6 separate regions of the Mus musculus genome follow, and regions 1, 2, 3, 5 and 6 are each linked to region 4. A link is a contact called in public Hi-C, HiCAR-type and promoter capture Hi-C data. All regions are on one chromosome and are shown on one strand. Each heading gives the region's core, a stretch centred on a gene start, on an enhancer-like site or on the middle of the called end of the contact. The rest is flanking DNA. Distances are from core to core; before and after follow the strand shown. Region 1 holds the start of 1700030J22Rik (RIKEN cDNA 1700030J22 gene). Region 2 holds the start of Cmip (c-Maf inducing protein). Region 3 holds the start of Fbxo31 (F-box protein 31). Region 4 holds the start of Hsbp1 (heat shock factor binding protein 1). Region 5 holds the start of Atmin (ATM interactor). Region 6 holds the start of Gan (giant axonal neuropathy).

The links. Promoter capture Hi-C pulls out the DNA fragments that hold promoters and counts their contacts. A called contact is a pair of places that touch in the nucleus more often than the background predicts. HiCAR-type assays count read pairs that join an accessible place to other places. Capture Hi-C pulls out chosen DNA fragments and counts their contacts.
Region 1: a contact with region 4 is called in a promoter capture Hi-C map of embryonic stem cells, with 5 times the contacts expected there. The contact joins the promoter of 1700030J22Rik here to the promoter of Hsbp1 in region 4. A contact is called at or near these places in 1 of 39 promoter capture datasets (embryonic stem cells), 2 of 484 Hi-C or Micro-C datasets (CD4 T cells and Th1 cells) and 1 of 115 datasets of contacts at active chromatin or transcription factors (astrocytes).
Region 2: a contact with region 4 is called in a HiCAR-type map of astrocytes, with 4 times the contacts expected there. The contact joins the promoter of Cmip here to the promoter of Hsbp1 in region 4. A contact is called at or near these places in 2 of 39 promoter capture datasets (cranial neural crest and embryonic stem cells) and 3 of 115 datasets of contacts at active chromatin or transcription factors (astrocytes, embryonic stem cells and large pre-B cells).
Region 3: a contact with region 4 is called in a promoter capture Hi-C map of liver, with 2.3 times the contacts expected there. The contact joins the promoter of Fbxo31 here to the promoter of Hsbp1 in region 4. A contact is called at or near these places in 1 of 39 promoter capture datasets (embryonic stem cells), 3 of 484 Hi-C or Micro-C datasets (CD4 T cells and the G1E-ER4 cell line), 1 of 115 datasets of contacts at active chromatin or transcription factors (thymic regulatory T cells) and 2 of 9 other capture datasets (adipose tissue and liver).
Region 5: a contact with region 4 is called in a Hi-C map of B cells, with 5 read pairs. The contact joins the promoter of Atmin here to the promoter of Hsbp1 in region 4. A contact is called at or near these places in 2 of 39 promoter capture datasets (embryonic stem cells and liver), 1 of 484 Hi-C or Micro-C datasets (B cells) and 1 of 9 other capture datasets (embryonic stem cells).
Region 6: a promoter capture Hi-C map of embryonic stem cells shows a contact between it and region 4, with 5 times the contacts expected there. The contact joins the promoter of Gan here to the promoter of Hsbp1 in region 4. A contact is called at or near these places in 2 of 39 promoter capture datasets (embryonic stem cells and liver).

Annotation. Positions count from the first base shown.
Region 1 is chr8:116,977,499-116,980,353 of GRCm38.p6, reverse strand. It overlaps 1700030J22Rik (RIKEN cDNA 1700030J22 gene), which reads left to right and starts at 1,395. Exons shown (of 3, transcript NM_027103.3): 1 at 1,395-1,575.
Region 2 is chr8:117,255,722-117,258,432 of GRCm38.p6, reverse strand. Cmip (c-Maf inducing protein) reads right to left here and starts at 1,414. Exons shown (of 21, transcript NM_001163262.1): 1 at 1,032-1,414. The coding sequence starts at 1,331.
Region 3 is chr8:121,577,415-121,580,114 of GRCm38.p6, reverse strand. It overlaps Fbxo31 (F-box protein 31), which reads left to right and starts at 1,309. Exons shown (of 9, transcript NM_133765.4): 1 at 1,309-1,657. The coding sequence starts at 1,360. n-TMcat17 (a tRNA gene) reads left to right here and starts at 814; the gene lies at 814-886.
Region 4 is chr8:119,343,107-119,345,914 of GRCm38.p6, reverse strand. Hsbp1 (heat shock factor binding protein 1) reads right to left here and starts at 1,377. Exons shown (of 4, transcript NM_024219.1): 1 at 1,295-1,377; 2 at 913-979; 3 at 182-302. The coding sequence starts at 1,339. The coding sequence ends at 184.
Region 5 is chr8:116,942,094-116,944,793 of GRCm38.p6, reverse strand. Atmin (ATM interactor) reads right to left here and starts at 1,401. Exons shown (of 4, transcript NM_177700.4): 1 at 1,044-1,401. The coding sequence starts at 1,367. It also overlaps a transcript of Cmc2 not described here.
Region 6 is chr8:117,156,698-117,159,397 of GRCm38.p6, reverse strand. Gan (giant axonal neuropathy) reads right to left here and starts at 1,417. Exons shown (of 11, transcript NM_001081151.2): 1 at 1,097-1,417. The coding sequence starts at 1,263.

The DNA of each region.
Region 1 (2,855 bases), core at 146-2,645, 2.4 Mb after region 4:
GTATCTGGTATGAAAAAGACCAGTGGTATGGAACTGCAGACTCTGCTGCAGCAGACTGGAAAATTTGACCTGCCCCCTTCCCCACCCCCACTTCTGAGCTTTTCTGTGGCTGTTGAAAAGACTTGTCTACCTTCGGTTGTAAAGATCATGGTTGAGTGGCCAGGTCTGGTGGCATGTGCTTGTAATTCCAGCATTCAGAGACAGAAGGAAGCTGTTGGAGGCCAGACTAGACGTCATAGTGAAAGCCTACCTCAAAACACCGAGGAACGGAGACACATCTTGGTGACAGACTCGCTGTCTAGCAGGCGAACCTAGAAAACAATGAAAGAGTGTGTCTTTATGACTGTCCAGTATGAACATGGTGTACATACATATACACAGGCAGAACACTCATACGCATAAATCCAAAAATACATAGAAAATTTTAGAAATATGTGTCATAGCCCATTAGATACGCTGGTATAGCAATATAATTACAATATCTATCATATATGCTTGTTAAAGTATTTCCCTCATATATATGGGGGAAATAACAAATATTCACAGTCTAGAAGAGGACTTTGTTCCAACTTCATGTGTCATATACATCACATCTTTAGAGGCCGTTAATGCTATAAATCTATGCTATCGATTGTATATATGCTATACTGTATATATATTATATAATGCTATAAGTGTAAAAAGTAGTAATTCTTAGCCATTTTTTCCAAAAGCCTTTGACTCAGCCTGCTTTTGGAGACTTGTTTTCTTAATACTTTTTAAACCAGAAAGCAAAGGGACCTTGGAACTAGACATGAGTTGGGCACCAAGGGCAGCATAGTGGAGAAGTGGGCGGCCCCCTCGCGAGAAACTGCTGCTTCTGCCCCACTAAAGTGGGCAGCACCAAAAAGAACAAAACCAGAAATCCTTCCTGTCAGCAGGTGTGGAAGCCCACGCCCTCGATCCCTTCAATGTTGATTTAGGACATCGAGGAAGGAGGGTTGCCATGAGTTCGAGACCGCACCAGGCTACAAAACAAGGAAGACTCGGTCTCAAAATTATGCAACTAGGAATGAGTCGTCCCGCGAAGTTCTGCTCTCGCTTTCAACACGGGATCCCAAGAAGGAAGGGACGATTCTGCCCAAAGGAAGAAGTGGCCAAATCTCCAGACACTGTTTGTGTGGCCTCTGAGGCATTCCTTCTAGAAGGCAAAAGGCTGTTGCAGCGCAACTTGGCCGCCCAACGTCGCCAGTGCCTGCGAAGCTCTCGAAGCGTCTGGCAACGCGGCACCTAGCAACCACGCACAGAGCGACGGGAATGCTCCTTAGCCCCGCCCTCAGAGGGGACTCCGCCCTTGAGCTGGTTTGTTGCGGGGTTACGTCACTTCCGGCATGCCTGCACCTAGGCCCGCCTCCGACGCGGCCGTAACCTAGGGCAACAGCCCGGCTCTTGGGGGCCGCGACTTGCCGCTCCGGACCTTCCTTACCTCGCGGCCCCGTAGGAGCGTCTGAGTGGCTGTGGCCACGTCCTCACCCCGGGGAACACTCCCTAGACACTTCACGGGCGGCAGAGCCGCGGAAGGAAGCAATCTTCAGGGTGGGTAAGCGAGACGAAGATGGGGTACGGTTCTGGGGTAGCCTGGACTGGGCGGGGCCTAGGGAGCCGCTTGGGCCTCAGGGAGGAGCCGTTTGATAGGCGTGGTCTGTGGGGGCGTGGTTGAGGTTTCAATGGAAGGAGCTTGATGCAGCCCTCTTGATCTTCTGAAGGAAGGGTAAACTCTCAGCTTGTAGCGTGTAGGGAGCCTCTTGGAGGGAGGGAAGGAACTTATGCGGCATGAAGGAGTGTGCAGGGACTATTAGTAAAAGGGAGAAACCAGGTGGGAAGGCGTGGGCGCGAGATTCCGTCTGCCGTGAGCCTTGGGAGCCCTCAGAAGGCCATCCTTTCAGGACCCAGCCCTTAGTGAATTCAGAGAGCCGGAAAAAAAGGGGCGGAATGAAACCCCGTCCAAAACAGAAATCTAGAACCTAGGCAAAAATGAAAAAGGGCACGAGTTGGAAATGGTTGACATAGAAATGGCACACGCCCTACCCTGCAAGTGGAATTATTGGCTGTTGTAAGTTGCTATGTGGGTGCCAGGAACGAACGTGGGTCTTTGGCAAGAGTAGCAAGTGCTCTTAACTGCTGAGCCATTTCTCCAGCCCTCAGTCACCTTATTTTTATTTATTTATTTATTTATTTTTTTTTTTTTGAGACATGTTCTCTCGCTGAACCCAGAGTTCACTGATTTGGCTAGCCTGGCTAGCTGGCAAGCTCTAGGAATCCTCCTGTCTCTGCTTCCTGGCGCTGGAATTAAAGGCTTTCATTCATTATAGCAATTGGCTTTTTGTGTGGGTACTGGGGCCCTTAACTCTGTTTTCTCTACCTGTGTGGCAAGCACTGTATGACGGAGCCATCTTCTTTCTCAAGCCCATTCGAGAAGAAATGCATGGGCTTGTAAGCCAGGAAGCCTAACCTGAAAATGGTAAGCTTCAGGCTCACTGAGAAACTGTCTCAAGGGACTAAGGCAGGTGAGGAAGAGAGCAGGGGTACCTGATGTGCACACCATGTGTGTAAAAACACGAGTTTAAGAAAATGGAAAAATATGGGCTGGAAAGATAGCTAAGGAGTTTAAGAGCACTGGCTGCTCTTGCAGAGGGCCCAGGTTCAATACCCAGAACCTACATGGTAGCTCATGACTAACTCGAGTTCAGAGGATCCAATGCTCTTCTCTGGTCTCCTAGCATGCAGGGCTCGCAGCCTGCGGTACACAGACATGCTGGCAAAACATCCATACATATAAAAAAAATTTTTAAATAAGGAAAGAAAGGTAGCAATAC
Region 2 (2,711 bases), core at 165-2,664, 2.1 Mb after region 4:
TGCCCCCTCCCATGATGTTTAGTAAACACCACGGAGCCTGCCACGGGGGTACGGTCCGTTCTAGACAAGAAGGGGGCCCCTACAAAGATAAGTCCCCAAGCGCCAGGCTAAGGCCCAGCCAGAGCCTGTATTTGAAACTGCCCTTGTTGGAAAACACAAAGCATCCTGTATAGGCCCTGCCCACCGCCCCCACTCCCCCTCCTCGACCCCACCACAGCTGTCTGTCCCCAGGAGGAAGAAGGCCACCATTTGCAGATTCGATTTCCGAAAGCAACTAGTAAGATCCTCCTTTCTCCATCTCATCCAGCTGACCTGGCCCTGGCCACACAGCAAAAAAAAAAAAAAAAAAAAAAAAAAAAAAAAAAACTGTAACAAAACAGGACGCAGCCACAAAACATGCTTACACACGCTCCACAGACAACGCAAGGGCAGGCTGGGCAGCCCAGCTGCTTCTACCCAGAGAACTCGACTATCCCAGGGTCTGAGCGGGTCCAGGACCTCGGCCCCCTGCCCCCCACCCTCCAACCTCCTAACGTGCGAAGGAGATTTTTAGAAAGGGCAGGCACCCGGTTTTGCCTTGCCAGGCCCGGCAGGGGAAAAAAAAAAGGGTAAAGGCAGGCTAAAGCAAACGCAGGAGTTGCTTTCTGGAAATTGTTGGCGCTGGGGGGTTACGGCTTTTATGGAGGAGAGGGTTGCGTTTTGTTTTCTCCTGTAGCTCAGATCCAGATGGGCAACGAGTTCAGAAAAGGAACAAACACCACTATCCTCAGGGCCCAGTCTAGGGTCCCAGACATCAGAAACGCAAGCGTTTAGGCAAAAGTCCCCAAGCGCTCAGCCCGGGTGGGCTAAGTGTCCAGGACACGAAAGAGGATTCCCATAGCCTGCCTTGGAGGATCAAGTCTAGAGGTTCCAGCCCAGCCCCGTGCGCAGGCCGGGACTAGGGGGCCGCGCGCTCGGAGACAAGCAGCGGGGCGCCTCGGTCCCGAGGGACCCCAGCTTGGGAAGCCCCACGGCCACGCAGGGCCACTCACCGTGGCGGATGCTAAGCTGTTGTCGGCCAGCGTTAGGTGGTGCGGCTCCCAGCGCCTCAGGAATTTGGAGGTGAGGATCTTGCTGAGAAAGGTCCGAGGGTGCCGGATGACACAGACCTGAATGTCGCCCTCCTGCAGCAGCTTGTACCTCATCCCGTTGCAAAGCAGCAGGGCCCGGCGGCAAGGCACGGCGCCCATCACCTTGGTGCCCTCGGGGCCAGACACGTCGCTCCCAAGCAGCGGCTTGGTCTCCTCGATCTGCCGGGGGTCGCCGCCGCCCGAGCTGCTCGTCACATCCATGGCCGCGCCGGGGCGGGGGCCGCGCGCGCGATCGCGGCTGGCGTGGGGCCGGGCCGGCGGGGCCCCCGCGGAGGGCCCGCACCCCCCCACCGCCGGGAAGGTGGGGGGGCGTGGGCTGGGGGCGCCCCGCGGGGACGAACGGGAGCGCGCGGGGGCAGGCGGGGGCGCGCGGGGCGCTTCCTGGGCTGCTTCCTTCTAGCTGCTGGGGCGCATGCCGGCGCGAACGGGTTGGCGACTGCGGCGAGGGCGGCGGGCGATCGCGGGGCGCAGAGAGGATCGGGTCCTCGGGGGGCGGGGGCGGCGCCGGGGACGGCGGGCGCGGGCGTGTCTCGGCCTCGCGCGGGCGCGCTGTGCGGTGCGTGTGTCCGCGTCCGTCCGCGAGTGTGTGCTGCGGGCGGGGGCCGCGCCGGCTGCCGGGGAGATTGCGGGAGGCTGGCGCGCGCGATTGGTCCCCGCGGGGTCATGTGCCCGCCCTCTGACGTCAATGGCGGCAACAGCGGCTTCGGCCTCCCCGGGGCGGGCGGAGTCCGGGATGGGCCGGGCCCCGGGCGGGGACTTGGTGGAGGCGGGCGCGGCCCGACGGGAGGGGCGGCCCCTGGGGAGGGGGCCGGGGTTGGGCAAGCGTCGACAGTCCCCGCGCCGCGCCCCGGAATGTGGGTAGTGTTCGAGGGGACGTCACGCGGGCCGCGCCCCCGAGGGTGCACAGCTGAGCACTAGCCCTGCGCCCCTAACCACCACGCCATCCTGGGCCGGGCTTGGGAAATAAAGTCAGCCCCATGACCAAGAGGATGCCGACCAGTACTTCCCCTTCCTAGTCCAAGACTGGGCCGAAAGCTGGGGTTCTGCCCGCTGCACCCCTGACACCGCCTTTCCAACACAAGCTGCTTCCCCAGGGATGGCCAGATGGGTCCACAGAACAGTTTCTTGGGGTTGAAACTATCCCGCTCCACAGAGCTATGCATGGTCGCTCACCACTACAAGCTCAGTACTCAGGGGGGGCTGAGGCAGGAGGATTGCTGTGGGCGCAAGGCCAGTTTGAGCTACATAGTAAATTTCAGGCCAGTCGAGACAGAAGGCCCTGTTTTTAAAAACAAAATAAGATAAATAAATAGGACTGGGGGTGTACCTCAGTTGTCAGGAGAGTGTTTATCTACCATGCACAAGACCCTAGATTGGTTCTCGGACACTACATCACTACCTAACCCCACAAGGTGGCATGAGCATATAATCCTAGCTCTAAGGAAGTTGGAAGCAAGCACTTGAATTCAAGGTCATCTTTGGCTGTGCGTTCGAAGCCAACTTGTAGTATATGTCTGAGAAGAGAAGAGAAGAGAAGAGAAGAGAAGAGAAGAGAAGAGAAGAGAAGGGAAGGGAAGGGAA
Region 3 (2,700 bases), core at 60-2,559, 2.2 Mb before region 4:
GTCTCAGCCACATGCCCACAAAGAGCTTACCCTCCCCCGTGGGCATTAACACACGGGGACAAGAGGCAGCGTGTGCTCAGCTACACTTTTACACGATGTTAATATTATCAGGTAATTTAAGTCTTTTTTGTTTTGTTTTGTTTTGTTTTTTACATGAAATCTTGCCGCATAGCTCAGGTTGTCCTGAAAAGTCCCCACCCTCCTGACTCATCTCCCTAAGGTCTAGGATTACAGGCCACCAAGTGGAGCCTTTGCTTAATGCTATTGTTAATCAATCAACGAATGCATTAGGTAATATCTGTTTGCTTGTTGGGATAATTTACTGAGCGGACTGCTAGGAGGCACAGGGTCTCACGTAGCCCAGGCTGGCCGTAAAGTCACTAAGTAGCCAAGAGTGACCTTGTAATTCTGATCCTCCTGCCTTGATCCCCTAGCCCCAAGTTGGGATGAGAGACCGCCACGCAAACGGTTAATTTTAATAATAAAAAATAGGCGATATTGTTATATAGGGTCATTAAGGGCAGAGCTGCGGAGGATACCCCAGACTACTCTTTTCCTGAGAGGGAAGTTTCTAGACGCCTTGTGCTGCGCGGGGCAATGTGAGCTGGAGAGCAGGTTTGGGGACACCAGGAACTCCCACCTCACTGAGCACCAGACCTTTCCTTTTGCAACCAAGGTAATCTTGGCAAGTTAGTTTAGATGTAGTGTTGCTAGGCGACGGTAGCTTTGGTTTATGGTTTCCCTTGCCAGATTTTGTTCATGGCGAGGCCACCACCTGTGCAAAGGCCCTGGCAGCGAGCTTGCTGCTAAGGAGCCTCGTTAGCGCAGTAGGTAGCGCGTCAGTCTCATAATCTGAAGGTCGTGAGTTCGATCCTCACACGGGGCATCCTGCATTGTTTTCTTGCTTAAGGTAAAACCCCTTCGTTCTACCCTGTAAACGGGGTCAGAGGTGGGACTTGTGGGAGGGGTGTGGTCATGCTAGGAGCGGGGCTTTCCGGAGCTGAACCCGGCGACCCTCTTTTAGTGAGCAGCTGGGCGTCCTAAGTTTCTAGCCAAACGTTTTGGGGGCGGAGCCTGGAAATAGGGTGTGGCTCCATACAAGGGCGTGGACCTAACACGTAGGGCGGGGCCTACTGCTCAAGGGGCGGGGCGAAGCGTCTGGGTGGGGCTTGGAAGGGTGGGAGCGTCTAGGGGCGGGGCGAGTCTTCATGGGGGCGTGTGAGGGGTTGGGGTCGGAGGGCGTGGTCACGCTTGGGGTGGAGCTTGAGGAGCCTGCAAGCGGGACTACGGCTGCCTGGCCGCCTGCGCAGAGCGCTGTGCGTGCGCGTCCGCGTGCGCGCCTCCGCGGTGGTGACGGGCATGGCGGTGTGTGCTCGGCTCTGCGGCGTGGGCCCCGCGCGTGGGTGCCGCCGCCGCCAGCAGCGCCGCGGCCCGGCCGAGACTGCGGCGGCGGACAGTGAGGCGGACACGGACCCCGAGGAGGAGCGCATCGAGGCGGGGCCGGCGCGTTGCTCTCTGCTGGAGCTCCCGCCTGAGCTGCTCGTGGAGATCTTCGCGTCGCTGCCCGGCACCGACCTGCCCAGCCTGGCTCAGGTCTGCAGCAGGTTCCGCCGAATCTTGCACACGGACACCATCTGGAGACGGCGCTGCCGCGAGGGTGAGCGGGTGCATCCCCTAGTACGGACACTTGGCCGAGGCAGGAGCATGGTGTGGAGTTCCAAACCAGGCCTGCTGCAGAGTGAGAAAACCAGACAGCTAGCAGGCCAGGGCTGCAGAGTGAGATCCTGTTTTTAAAAATGTCAGACCCCGTCCCCCTAAACCAAACCTACAGCCCACCCTCCCGGTGCAGGAATAATGAGGACGCAAAGCGGCCACAGTCCCATTTGAAGGCCTTACGTCCGTGTACATACATCACGGTACTCAGCCTGAATGGCTTGTTGGTGTGTGTGTGTGTGTGTGTGTGTGTGTCCTGGAGGCTTGCTGTTCCGTGAAGGGAACATCAGGGATTCCACTGCCTGCATGTCACACAGGCTAGTGCTCTGACTGTGTGTGGGCTTCAGCCTTTTCTGTCTTCTGGCCACAGCACGCCGGAGACTGCTTTGTGCATTTTGTAGAAATGCAGGGGATTTACATCTATCTTGTGAAAACCTCTGGGGTGGTTCATCTTCGTGAGCCTGCACTTCTCCAAGTGGGATTGTGGGATGGCAGGCTGTGTGAGGAAGCGGTTTCCCCAGGTCCTCCCTGCTGCAGGGTTCTTGTGTAATTTCACGGTTGACATCAGGGTTCTGGCTTGTCTCCCCTTACCTTCGCACTGTGGGAAGTTGGGGTAATCTTACCCCACGTCTGAGTGGGATTGTGACTTGGGTAGGGGCTTTTATAATAAGTATGCAAAGCCTTCAGTCCTGAACATGACTGGTATGTCTGTTGGCCCAATGTAACGTCCTGTTTGTCTTTTGTCTTGTTTTCTTGTATAAGATCCTCAGTAGTAACCTTTAGTCGCACAGGATGGGTGATGTTTGTTTTCAGCTTCTGTCTGAGCACTGTTCTTTCTTTTTTACAAATTACTCTGTTACTCTGTTTATTGTTATTGTGTGTGTGTGTGAGAGAGAGAGAGAGAGAGAGAGAGAGAGAGAGAGGGGCATGCATGTCTTTGGAGGTTAGAGGACATCTGTTTCTTCTCTGGCAGTGGTCCTCAACCTT
Region 4 (2,808 bases), core at 128-2,627:
ACACTGTAGCTGTCTACAGACTCACCAGAAGAGGGCGTCAGATCTCACTTCGGGTGGTATTTCAAAAACTTGGGAGTTCACCGGTGGGGAGGAGAGAGGTCTCCTGATAACCGATCAACGACACCCCCCCACCCCGTCGCACTGACGGGCGTTTTACGCTGAGGTAACCCCCCCCCCTCACCTTCAACTCTTCTGGGCAGTAGGAATCTTGTTTTCAGGGTCCAGTTCTTCTACTCCAGCCTGGGTCATGAGGTCAGCGATATTCTTCTCCAGGTCGTCAATCCGACTGCTCATGTCATCTAGTGGCACAGTTAAAGAGCCCGCACGGCAGCATCACCTCACCTCGGCCTCTCCCCCCCAGGCCCCCGCCCACTGGTTTAAACAGCTGCTTCCCCAGTTTCATCTGGCTACAGTGACAGCCTGGCGGTCGGGGTTCGGGGGGACTGGGGTGAGTTTTCTTCCCTACACCTCCAACTCTAGAAGTACTCCCAGACAACGGTTACCATGCAAACCCCTTTACTGGTGTTCTGGAGGGGCACCAACAAGGGCTTGGGGTAGGTCTCGCTGTGTCTCTGGCTCTTGGCACAGTCCTCCACGGGAACACAATATAGCCAAGATCAGGAAAGACACTTCTAAGTGGGGACGGGGAAAAGGCTCGGCCGTTAAGAGCACGCGAGGCTCCTGCAGAGGGCACGAGTGTACTGGGCAGTTCACAACCGCCTGTTACTCCAGCTCCAGGGGATCCAACGCCTCTGGTCTCAGTCACTCCCAGTACCCCCTTATACATATAATTAAAAATAATAAACCCTTTGTAAAAAAAAAGGCAATTTCTAAATGACTAACTGAAATCTGTTTGTAAACCACCCCGCTCACCCCCACAGTTAAGAAACTGCCTCCAAATCAAAAGGATATTCCTTCCGATGATCTGGTCTGACATGATCTGAAACTTGTCTTGCATCTGCTGCAAGAGCGTCTCCACCTAAGAGAAACCAGGACAAGTCAGCCGATCCCAACCTATGCCGAGACCCCCTTCCTGGGACCGGCGTTGGGGAGCCGAGGACGCAGGCATGAAGGGGGGGTGGGGTGGTGGTGGTTCCCGGCTGGAGTGTGAGGCCTTCAGCAAGGGCCTGCCAGCTCGGATCGGTGTCCCTGCGGGTCAGGTCCGGAGGGTCCGGGTCGGGGCCGACCGGAGGGCGAGCCCCGCAGGTGCGCGGGCCGAGGCCGCTGGCCACACCCCACGCCAGGGCCGAGAGCGGCCCCGGGGTGTCCAGGCCCATATGAGGCTGCCGCTTACCACCAAGGTGATGTCCTGCATGGTCTTGGGGTCCGTCTCGGCCATCTCCCCGGTGCCCAGCTTGGCGGCGATGTCTCGGAACCGTCACCTACACTTCGGTTTCTCGGCGCAGACGCCCACAAGCCGACAGTTCTCGCGACTACACGGTCACGGGACCGCGAGGCATTGTGGGTGTTGTAGTTTCTGCCACGCACCGGAAGGTCCTAGGAGGCTTCAGATTGTCCTGCCTGCGGATAAGCTACGCCCCCCAGTTCTTAGCTCCGCCTTCATCTTCCGCCCAGTTCCACCCTGAAGGCTGAACCGAGAGGAAGAGGAGGAGAAAACGCCGGAAATGGACCAAAATTGTGGGGATTAGCGTTGGCTTCTTCCATGGATGTAGTTAGGCACTCAGGCCTTGCAAGGCGAAGCCGGTGACGAGCTTGCTTCAAAGTCTGACACTGTGAGTTCAATCTCTGTGATCCACATGTTGGAAGCAGAAACTCGATTCCCACAAATTGTGTGTGCACTGCTGTGACATGCATGCATACACACATAAACATACACACAAAATAAGAAAGTGTTCTGTTACTACTAAAAAACATTAGGGGGCTGGAGAGATGGCTCAGCGGTTAAGAGCACTCACTGCTCTTCCAGAGGACCCGGGTTCTATTCCCAGCACCCACAGGGTAGCTCACAACTCCAAATCTAGGAGACCCAACAACCTCACACAGACAAAACACAGTGCAGGCAGTGGAGGAGGCTGGGATAGAATATCGTGGTCATTTGAATACAAATGGCCCCATAGGCCCATAGGGACTGGCCCTATTAGGAGGTTTGGCCTTGTTGGAGTAGGTGTGACCTTGTTGGAGGAGGTGTGTCACTAGGAGGCGGACTTTGGGGTTTCAGAAGTTCAAGCCTGGCCAGTGTCCTGCTGTGTGTGGATCCAGATGTAGAACTCTCAGCTCCTCTTCCAGCACCATGTCTGCCTGCACATGCCATGCTTCCTGTCATGATGATAGTGGACTAGTCCTCTGAACTGTAAGCCAGCCCCAGTTAAATATTTTCTTTTATGAGAGTTGTTGTGGGTATGGTGTCTCTTCACAGCAATAGATGTCCTAACTAAGACAGATCCAATTCTTTACATTTATGGACTGGAGTGGGGGTGTCTCTGAGTCTAGCAAACCAGTGAAGGTACGCGGCGTTAGGATATAAGGTCCGATTGTTCCACCCTACCTTGGGGCTGTTATAGGGAGTTGGGCAGCTTAAGGAAGACTCTAGACAGGGCAGGAGGAGTGGCTGATCCCCTCTGCAGAGCCAACACCGGCCAGAGTTCTCCATGTTCCTACGTTACAGTGAATTGTACAGGCACATGGATGGCTACAGGCCAGGAGACAGTTTAGTAAAGGAGAGAAACAGGGAACTCCAGCGTCCACCAGACCCAGGCTGAGGCCCAGCTTCAAAAGGGACCAGGTCTGTGACCTTCCCTAAGTTATTTACTTACCGTGTGTTCTTCTTCAGCAGCATCTGGGAAAGTT
Region 5 (2,700 bases), core at 152-2,651, 2.4 Mb after region 4:
TGGAATTATTACAGGCACACTCACTCTCCACCCCCCTAAATCATGGTGAGAGAAAGAGAGAATTTAACATTTAGGATGAAAGAGGAAGCTTCAGGTTGGAGCCTGTAGTGAGTTGTGTTCTGGAACGAGGCTCAAACCTTTACACAGAACTTCCTCAGCTTGCCCCTGCTGACATTTCCTGACTGACCTTTCCCTGACATCACTGTTGCCTTTTGTTGGCCTTACTACACTTATTGGCCTTACTACAGAGTAAAACCTAAAAGTTACAGTTGGGGAGTTCTCAGGGGTGGGGGTGGGGGATGCCCACGGTGAATTCACCTGCAGGTCAGAGAGATCCTGCAACCCTCCAAGTAATGACTCAAATCTGACCAGGGGAAAGGCGCACAAAACTGCTTTCAGTGACTTGCGTTTTCCAGTTGGAGCACTGGGGGCACTGAGATCTGACGGTGAAAGGAAGCTTTCTACTGTAAAAGCTGAGCAGCTGTGACTTAACAGGTCTGGCATGGGGGCCCTAACATCTGATTTCCTCCCCCAAGCTTCCAGAGTATACCATGGGTTTGAAAGCCACCGTCCCCATTTATGTAACACGGAGAGGTCTTGGTCAGACATCCGTCATACCAGCTACCGGTGAACCTCCTCCTTACAGATCCACGGGAGAAACCTCCCTCCCCTCTCCTTCCTGCGCAGAGTTGATCTCAGCAGCCTCGTGAAACTTGCAGCTCAAGTGCCCAGAGTCCAACCCAACCCGCAGCCGCTTTTGAGTGACCAGGTAGGACCCACCGGCAGTTTCGTGGGAGGGGCGGAAAGCCTGCGGGGTTGCATCTGGGTGCCTTGGCGACATCACCTGTCGCTCATCCTTGGAACCTGAGTAAACAGGCAGGCTCCCCGAGGTGTTGTGGGCACGCCACCGAGAAGCTGCTTGCCCGGTGCGTTGTGCGCGCTCCCCCGCGCTCTCGCCGTGCTCGGTCGGTCGGGCGCAGGTGGCAGGGCACGGCGCAAACCCCGCACACCCCGCGCCCGCGTCCCCGCCGCGGCCCGCTCACCTGCAGTCGGTGGCTCTTGACGAGGTGCATGTTGAGCGCAGGGCTGTTGGGCAGGATCTTGCCGCAGCCGCGCACGGTGCACAGAATATTGGTGCGCACAGCCCGGGACAGCTCGCTCACAGTCGGCTGGATCAGCTCCCGGGCCGGTGGCACCGGGGCCGCGGCCCGAGCCCTGGCCGGTCTCGGCCGGCTGCCTTGCAGTCGCGACTCGGGCGGCCTCCACGGGCTAGAGGCGGCGGCGGCTCCCCGCGTGCTCGCCGGCGTGGCCGGGACACCCGGGGCCGGACCCGCAGAATCGGCCGCCGCCGCCTCCGTGGCCGCCATGGCTCCCGCACGGCCGCCAGGCCCCTCTCGCAGTGCCCGCCCCCGCCGCAGCCACTTCCGGCAGGGGGCGGGGCCTCCGGGCTCATTAGCATCCGGCCGGTCGGTGGCCGCAGCGCCGCCCGCCGGCCGCGGCGAGCGCGTGTTGGAGGTTGAAGTCCCATGTGCTGGGAGAACAGGTGAATTGGATAGGTTCCATGAACCCACACTTTCTACTTCCTAGGGACCTGAGCTCAGGCAACAGCTGGATAGAAGAGAAAGAGATGCTTTCAGGTTTAACCTTTTTTTTTTGACCGTTGATTTATTGTTATTAGGAATAAATTTTATATTGTAGACTATTTGATTAGCATGCTTAAGGCCCTGGATTTGATCGGTAGCACACTAAAAACAAAACAAAACAAACTTATCTTATTCTTTGAGGCCCCGCCTGGCCTCAGAATCCCCATATAATCAAGGAGTCCTTGAACTCCTTATTCTCTTACCACTACCTCCATACTCCTGGGGTTTTACTAAGCCTAGTGGTAGCGTTAAAGATTGAACCCAGTGCCTTAGACGTGTACTCTGCCAGCTGAGCTACAGCCCAGCCCCCACAGACTAATTCTCTCTTATCTCTGAAGAGGGAAGAGTCTGAGGTGGATCTAGTCGGCTGAAAGCAAGGTGTCAGCTGGGCTTGTTCTTCCAAGGATCTTGCCTTTTTCAGCGTCTAGAGGTCACCTGCATTTCTTTGCCAATGGGCCTTCCTTTACACCAAAATCAGGAATGGGAAGTTGAGTCTGTCACATTTCATAACCGACATCTATCGTCATCATGCCACCTACTACATTGGACCTGGGTATCACAGGGCCAATGGGCTCAACTGCAGAGTCCCTTTGCCTTGGGGACATACTCAGACTCCAGGAATTCTGAAGCAGGCATTTTTGAGAATTGTTCAGCATGACGCTAGGCTTTCTTGTTCAGATTCCAGGTCCAGATTCCTGCCAACTGTACCAGGGAGAGTTACGAAGTAGAATAAATACCCCAGCAAGTGCAAGGGCTTCGGCAGTTCCCATTCAGCCACTCATGAACCTTGTGGGCAGAATGACTTCTTTGTATGTGACTGACTGGTCGGGAGAGTGGTCAAAGGGAGCTAGTGGGGCTAGGGGGATGGCTCTGTGGTTAAGAGCACTTAATGTTCTTACACAAGACAGGTTTGATTCCAAGCACCCAAATGGTGGTTTACAACCATCCATAACTCCAGTTCCCAGGCACGAATGTGGTATACATACACAGATGCAAACAAAGCACTCATACAAATAAAATCAAACCATCCCCCCTCCCCCTTAAAAAGGTATGTATG
Region 6 (2,700 bases), core at 168-2,667, 2.2 Mb after region 4:
GGATTACTCTGTTACGGGAAAGGTCTGGCCTGGAAATTCAGTTTGATTGACTGCCTTAACCTCTGAACTGCCAGCCCTGAGCTGTCATATTGGTGATCTAAATTTCTTGTTCACAGACACCTGACCCCTAAGTCCACAAAGAGCCCAATGTTGTAAGGCCAGGCTAGGCTAAAAGCCAGAAGTTTCAAGGGCACTTGGATTGCTTCTGGAGTTCGAAGGTCTCCAAAAGCAAAGATTCAAGAACAGCATATGTGTCCGAGTTCTGCTGGGACAGAGCCCTAAGAAACGGCATACACATAATTTTCCATTTTCTGATCTGTCAATTCTAGTGACATTGCTATCATTCGTCTATATTTAACCAGCTTACTGGGCACTTTCTCTACCTTTTAGTGCCCCCCCCCACCCCCCATATTAAAAGAGCAAACCAGTTTGCCTGAAGGAAAGTTGCTAAAGAAAAGACAGGAGCCCATCTCACAAATTCTGATCCGATGCTATAAGCTTGGTCTCAACCTTTTCATTAACCTAGTAAACTGGGCTAAGGTTTGCGTCGCTTAAGTTTTACAGTGCCCTCTTGGTGGTTACAATCGCTGGGTCCTCGGTGGTAACTGTAGCCAAAGAACGACCCCGGGTCTTCTCAAATTCGCAACAGTTTTGCCTGTTTGTAACAAGGGAGTGGCAAAGTGACAGTTGGGCTTTGGGGGTGGGGGCTTCCCACCGACCTCTTACAGGGTTCTCCTTCTGCCTAAGCCGCGGGTGTTTGTTTTGGCTTCCCCGCGCAAAACCTGGCCGGCCCACTGTGCGGTGACTCGGAGGTAAAACTTCTGCGGGGCTCCGCGGGCCGGGCGGGGCCTGTCGGGGCGAAGGGGCGGCTCTTCCCGGAGCAGCCCCGCCCTGCTCGCGGGTGCGGGTCCAGGACGGCCTGTACACCGTGTTTGGGGCTTTTGCGGACCTCCAGGGACTCCGGGATCGGGGCGATCTCGGTGGAGAGGCCCATGGGCGCCCGAGGGGCGCGGCGGCAGAGCCACTGGAGCCGCAGGCGGCCAGGCCAGAGAGAGAGGGAGGGATGCGGAGGCGATGGGCGGCGGCGCCCGCTCACCTGATGTACGGGCTGGCCGCCGCCAGGATGTTCTTCTGCACCGGGATCTCCTCGCCGTCGAGGACCAGATGCGCGTCGCAGAAACGCGCCTCCTCCCGGAACGAGCTGAGCGCCCGCAGCAGGCGCGCGGCGTGCTGAGGGTCGGACACAGCGCTGCCCTCGGCCATCGCGCCTCCCGCTCCTCCGCCGCCACCTGCCCGACCCGCCCGCCCGAGTCCCGCGCACGTCCCCGCCGGCCACTCCTCGCGTCCGCTCGCCCGCCCGCCCGGACTGAGTGAAGCTCTGGAGTCAGAGCTGGAAGTTCAACAACGCGCCTGCGCCATCGGCAGCGCGTGCGGACGGCGCCTTTAAGGAGCTGTGCCGTTGCGTCATCTTTCCGCGACGCCCCCGCGCCCCGCCCTACCTCGCAGCAGCCAATCAGAAGGGCTGGGCTGCGAGCGCCGGGCGCGCCCACGGGCTGTGCTTGGTGCGGGCGGAAGGGTTTAGCGGTTCCGCGGTATCCAATTCCCAGTCTCGGCGAACCGAGTGCTCTCAGTGTGGAAGGGAGTGAGACGCAGAGTGAAGCCGAGGACTTATTATTCCTTTCGCGGGAGTTACGCCTCGCTACGTTCACGTCCATTAGTTCCGGGCAGAACGCGGAGTCCGCCAGAAGCCTTCGCTGAAGACGTCGCGAGTGAAGCGAGAGAAACAAGCAGTTTTGCAAGGCTGTGGCAAGGAAGGTGTTTTCCTCTTGCAATTGGGGACCGGGAGCAATGGAAGGGTTTTAAATACCGCGGTAGGGGTAAGGTGTTCCGAAGGTTTCTAAGATCGGGGTCTTTAAAGCAGATCGATGCCAAGATTAGATAGTGGGCTGGATAAAAGGACTCTGTGGTATATGCCCTCCCTTCCGCCCCCGCACAAGAGTACAATTGGGAAGGAGAGGGGGTCCAGTTAATTGCATGATTGCCATCCCTACCTTTTAGGAAAGATAAAGTCTGAAAGACTAGGGGGTATGAAGGCCAGATGTTCGGATGGTGGGGGCTAGACTTCCCACAGAGACAGATCAAGGCTGTGGTACTAAGCACCCCTGGGTGTGCTCACTCTGCAGGGCGAGCCTCGTCTGTGTCCCTGGAAGTTGCTGAAGGTGCTTGGGAGTGGAGGAAGTAGCTACCATTTTGTGCAAACATTAGGTGCTCGAGGCTACAGAGAATTAAGTCTTATGAGGACCAAGGATCAGAACATTGGGGCAGCATTCAAAGTAAGGCAGGATGTGGTTTTCAGTGCGTCAGCACAGCCTCCCGTAGTCCAAAGGCCCCAAGGAAAGTCTTGGTTTTCACCCTGGAAGCAGCAAGGCTTTGGCGTCACTGATAGGAATCAGAGTATAAACTATACTCAAGATAGGAGACTAGGGGAGTAAAGTCAAGGAAGTTACTAGTAGAAGATCGATACATTTCCAGTTTCCATTTCAAACACAGTATCTATACCTGCAGTGATAAAAGTATCTAGACTCTAAACCAGGAGGTGGTGACGCAAGCCTTTAATCCCAGCACCGGGGAGGCAGAGGCAGGCAGGTCTCTGTGAGTTCCTGGCCCACCGAGAGAGTTCCAGAACAGCCAGGGGCTACA